Regions from separate parts of the Danio rerio genome. Here region 1 is linked to region 2. The links are chromatin contacts, called in public HiChIP or PLAC-seq maps. All regions are on one chromosome and are shown on one strand. The core of a region is the stretch at or near the end of the contact, and the rest is flanking DNA. Distances in the headings are between cores, read along the strand shown.

Region 1 (2,752 bases), core at 34-2,533, 310 kb before region 2:
CGATCATTAGATGCATGTACTTTTTTAAAATCCTGATCTCCGCCATGTTGTAACTTCGGTGCTGTGGCAACCGTGGAATGCATTCGGAATCAGAGTTGCACTGACTGCAATTGAGCGAGAACACCACTAGTGTGAAAGTCAGACGGTGTAGATGGACGCAAAGTTTTCAACAGTTTCCATCTGAAGCTCCTTTACGGGACTCCAATATTGTAAACACTCAGTCCAATGGGTTCACGCGGCTCTTGGTCCCACACACACTCGTCAGCCCTACCAAGTCGATGGTATCACAGAGCTTGCGGTACGCGTCATTGTGACGTGCAGGTAAGGCTGATTTATGCTTCTGCGTCAAGCGCACATGTATGCTGCGGCGTAGCCTTCATGCGGTCGCATAGCCCTCGCCGTGGCTCTCAAGGCTGATATATACTTCTGCATGCCTTGCACATTGTCATATATACTTCCGCCTGCTGTTTGTGTTGTTCTGCAATAACACTTCTGAAACACTAGCTGGCAGCAGGTTTTTTGTCTTGTTTTACGCTTGAGCAACTAAATGAATGCCAAAGTTTATTTAACTGAATGTACAAAAAAAAAAGAAAAAAAGATTTATCAGGCCAAGCAGAGACTTCTTGAGGAAATTAACAATCCTTGCTGAGCAGCGAAACTTCATTGAAAGTGACGCGCCAGAAAGCCGAAGCAACCCTGCAGCCGATAAATCGGATCTTGAAGTAGAGTTCATTGATTCAGAGGAACTGTTTGTTTGTGAGCCGCTCAATCCTGTATCAGTCGATAAGCAAAGTTCACACTTAAATTTCCTCGAAAACCTCTCCGAACTGGATGAGCCTGCCTTAGAGCCCTATCCACAACCGCTTTGTGTCCCAGGACCAAGCGGTTATGCATTGAATGTCACTTTAAGCTGAATACTAGTATCTTGAAGAATATCTAGTCTAATATTATTTACTGTCATCGTGGCAAAGACAAAATAAACCAGTTATTAGAAATGAGTTATTAAAAGCTATTATGTTTAGAAATGTTTTTCTCTCCGTTAAACAGAAATTGAGGGGAAAATATACAGGAGGGCTAATAATTCTGACCTCAGCTGTAGTCAGGTTACTTCATCCGTATCAAAATCACATGCCATTTTTAAATTGCTCGCAGATATGTAATTTGAGATCTGACAGTTCAAAGTCTACATAAATATAAAACTGATCTTGTGACTGATTCGAGTCCAAAGATGCTTTAAGAAGCTCTTTGAAATCATCTTTCTAAGCAGTATCCTGCAGTGATCACAGGGATAACATGTATGCAGCACTGAAATTTGCCTTTATGCCTTTTGCAAGATCCCTTGCGAAGGTGCACTACAGTTCAGGAGTCAGCATCAAGCTTCTGCCCAGTTACAAGTGCTCATTCGAAGACCCGGTGCATGTGATGGTGAGCGGCTTAAATCCACATCAACGTGTGAATCTGCGCTCCAAAATCACGGATGAAGGTGGACGTGATTTCAAGGCTTCAGCGATCTACCTAGCAGATGACAATGGCCAAATTGACCTCAAGCGCGACTCTTCTGCTGGCGGGAGCTTTTCTGGAGTGGAACCGATGGGTTTATTCTGGGCTCTGAAAGCAGATCTATTAAGCTGCAAGTTCAAGCTGAAAGATGTGACGCGTCCAGCTCTTGTTGACATTGAGGTTGTCGGTGAGGATGAGAAAGTCCTGGCCAAAGTGACCAACGAGAGACACTGCCTGAGCGAGGGTGTCCGGAGAAGTCTTGTCACCGAAGGAAGGATCAGAGGGACTCTTTTTATGCCCACTGGTCAGTTATTTGCATTATTATGCTGTCTCTTTCATCTCTCTGTCACTTAAGCCAACATTAGCACCAGACACAGTTTTAAAATCATTCATTAATTCTCCTTTGACTAAGTCTCTATTTCAGAGGTCACCTCACCCCAATATTGGGAAACACCCATACACTCTCATTCAAGCACACTCTATTACACTACGGCCAATTTAGTTCATCCAATGCACCTATAGCCCATGTGTTTAGAGCCGAGGCTCTAACCCAGGGGCCACCAAACTTGTTCCTGGAGGGCTGGTGTCCTTCAGATTTTAGCTCCAACTCTAATTACACACGTCTGAACAAGTTAATCAAAGTCTTACTAGGTATACTTGAAACATCCAGGCAAATGTGTTGAGGCAAGTTGGAACAAAACCCTGCAGGGACACTGGCCCTCCAGGACCGAGATTGGTGACCCCTGCTCTAACCAGTGACCTTATTGCTGAGAGGCGATTGTGCTACCCACTGTGCCACCGTGCTGCCCCAAAACTCATTACAGTCTCTTTTTAATAAGTTATATATAGTCTTATAATATCTTATAATAGTCAGGTAACAGATATGAATGTTTAGGGCATTGCCTTGCTGTGCTGAAAATGGGGATGTGTCATTTACAGCTATGCCACAGCCTGAGCAGTGGCGTAGCAGACGGGCCCGCAGGGCATGCACCGCAGGGGGGCCCTGCGTGATTAGAGGGCCCTGCGTCGTCGCGATTTTAAATAATTGATAATTTGGCAACCGCAATAATCAGGGCCGGAGCAAGCTGAACTGCCGCTCCAGGCAAAGGACGGTAACGCCGCCCTCAACTTTGAAGAGAAAGTCGCCCTCTCTATTCTGCCGTCCTTGACGCAGATATAACAGGGCGCGGGTGGTGAGGGTAGTGTCACGGACGCCGCCCTCTCTATTCTGCCATCGTAGACGCGCTCTCTA
Region 2 (2,700 bases), core at 161-2,660:
GGAAAATATATATATTTATATATACATGTATATGTGTATGTATATATATACATACACACTAAATCTCTATCAAAAACAGATTTACTATGGTACATTATAAAGCACAGCAGTTCTTTGGTATTTAATGACAGGGAGTACCCTGTAGCCTGATCAGTTGTTACAGCAGCAGCTGTTTATTATTGGACATAATTACTGCAAACAAAACTTTCCTGTAATTCCACTCAACCCTCCACCCCTCCAAACAAGCAGCGCCATATTAAAGTGATGGCAAATCTCTGATCCTTTACTCACATTACATCTCTTATGAACATCTTTCTTCTGCTGAACACTAAAGGAGATATTTTGAAGAATGCTGCAAAACCTGTAACCATTGACTTTTATACTACAGGGTGGGCCATTTATATTGATACACTGTAATAAAATGGGAATGGTTGGTGATATTAACGTCCTATTTGGGGCACATTAGTATATGTGAGGGGGTAAACTTTTCAAGATAGGTGGTGACCATGGGGGTCATTTTGAAGTCGGCCATCTTGGATCCAACTTTTGTTTTTTTTTAATAGGAAGAGGGTCATGTGACACATCAAACCTATTGGGAATTTCACAAGAAAAGCAATGGTGTGCTTGGTTTTAACGTCACTTTATTCTTTCATGAGTTATTTAAAAGTGTCTGACCACTTATTAAATGTGTTCAGTGTGCTGCCCGTTGTGTTGGATTATCAATGCAAGACTCTTCTCCCACTCTCACACACTGATAGCAACACCGCAGGAGAAATGCCAGCACAGGCTTCCGGTACCTGTAGTTTCAGGTGCTGCACATCTCGAATCTTCACACATACATTCTGTGCACATCAATTACAATAATAATCATTAAATTATTTGCAATATTATTTTTTCATTGCTGATCTCAAAAACGTTAGCAATTAAAGATTGCATCAACTTTGAAACTTAGGGCATTGCAAGAAAAATACAGTAATGGTGTTGCATTATGTATATTACATTTAAAGAAAAATAAAATAACAAGAAATGTATAAATTAAATAAATAAAATAATAAGACAGTGGTACTTTTTAATTTTTTTTTTAATGAATACAAGAATAACAGCATCAATGCATTGAAGAAAAAATACAATAAAGAAAAAATAAAGAAGAGAGAAAAAACTTTCCAAAGCCTCAATAATTAATAAAAAAGATTATCATAAGCTTTAAGCAATGTATTATTTTTATTATTGAGCTTAAGAGATTCAGTATTGAACGAAATTTCAACAAGGAAAGTATTGAATATAGGTATTGTTTTTAGGATCTTATTTTTGTGTATAAAACATTTACAGCGTGTAAGACAACGGCACATAATCAAAAGAGTTCAAGGTTGTTGCGGCGCTTCCTGTGACGTCACCGCGCACGGACGTCCGTAATGGACTTGCAGCTGTTCCCTGACAAACAATAACAAGAGGAGCGAGCGACTGAACGAGCAAACGGCGGCGGCTTTTCCGCGTCTGTGACCGCGCTGATATTGAGCCCGCGAGGCGTCTCGACTCTGACATTACCGGCGAGGAAAACTCTGGCCTCCGCTGCCTCTTCTTCCGAGTCGGAAACCGGCGGAGCTTCGCCGCCACCGCGGAAGAAAAGCCGAGTCTCGGCGGCGGAGGGAGCAGGACAGAGCGGGGCGTCTGCAGCCGGGATCACGGGCCTCTCTGCGGCGTCTCTCCCAACCCCCCACCGGCGCTCGGCCATCGGCTTCAATAACAGCCCACAGGCGCGCGGATCCGCCACCGTCACCGCGGATCATAACATGCAGGCCAACGGCACCGGAGGACAAGAGCCGGAGCCGCAGCTGTCCTGCCGGAACGGAGAGTCCTCGTCCTCCGCCGCGGGAGCTGTGCACTCCAACGGGCTGCTGTCCTCCGCTAATAACGGGTTGCCGTCGTCCACCGAGAGCCCGGCTCCGGACACCGGGATGAAGAAGAAGAAACGGCTGTCCCAGAGCGACGAGGACGTGATCAGACTCATCGGACAGCATCTACACGGGCTGGGACTCAAGTGAGTATCGGCGGATCATCCGGTTATTATCGAGATGGAGCCATGATGCTGTCAGTGCGGCTTTCGTGATGGTGTTTGGGTTTTTTGACAAAGCTGTCATTTTGAAATGTTATGGTTTAGTGTGTGTGTGTGTGTGTGTGTGTGTGTTTCGACGGTGGTGGCGAGCGCTGGTGGTGTTTGTGTCCTGCTGTTTATTGTTTTCATAACAGTGTCAGTGGCGATTTGTGTGCTTCCACGATGATGTCAGTTGAGATTTTGTAGCGTGTCGGTGGAATTTATTTATTTTCAGTGGTGTTTTTGTGTTTTCAAGATGGTGTCAGTGGTGTTTTGTAGATGGTGTCAGTGGTGTTTTGTGTTTTCATGATGTCATTACTGTTTAGTGGCTTTCTGATGGCTGTCAGTGCTGTTTTCATGATTGTGTCAGTGGTGTTTTGTGTTCATGATTGTGTCAGGGGTGTTTTTGTGTTTTCATGATTGTGTCAGTGGTGTTTTTGTGTTTACATTGTGGTGTCAGTGGTGTTTTTGTGTTTTCATGATTGTGTCAGTGGTGTTTTTGTTTGTTCATGATTGTGTCAGTGGTGTTTTTGTGTTTTCATTGTGGTGTCAATGATGTTTTCTGCTTACATTGAGGTGTCAGTGGTGTGTTTGTGTTTACATTGTGC

Evidence for each region. HiChIP or PLAC-seq counts read pairs in DNA pulled down with a chosen protein or histone mark.
Region 1: a contact with region 2 is called in an H3K4me3 HiChIP or PLAC-seq map of embryo, with 2.2 times the contacts expected there. The contact joins the promoter of acot22 here to the promoter of wdr26a in region 2. A contact is called at or near these places in 2 of 18 Hi-C or Micro-C datasets (caudal fin and an unstated tissue) and 1 of 4 datasets of contacts at active chromatin or transcription factors (embryo).

Annotation. Positions count from the first base shown.
Region 1 is chr16:3,021,337-3,024,088 of GRCz12tu, reverse strand. It overlaps acot22 (acyl-CoA thioesterase 22), which reads left to right and starts at 1,283. Exons shown (of 3, transcript NM_001256219.1): 1 at 1,283-1,804. The coding sequence starts at 1,294.
Region 2 is chr16:2,709,243-2,711,942 of GRCz12tu, reverse strand. It overlaps wdr26a (WD repeat domain 26a), which reads left to right and starts at 1,410. Exons shown (of 15, transcript XM_073925693.1): 1 at 1,410-2,038. The coding sequence starts at 1,791.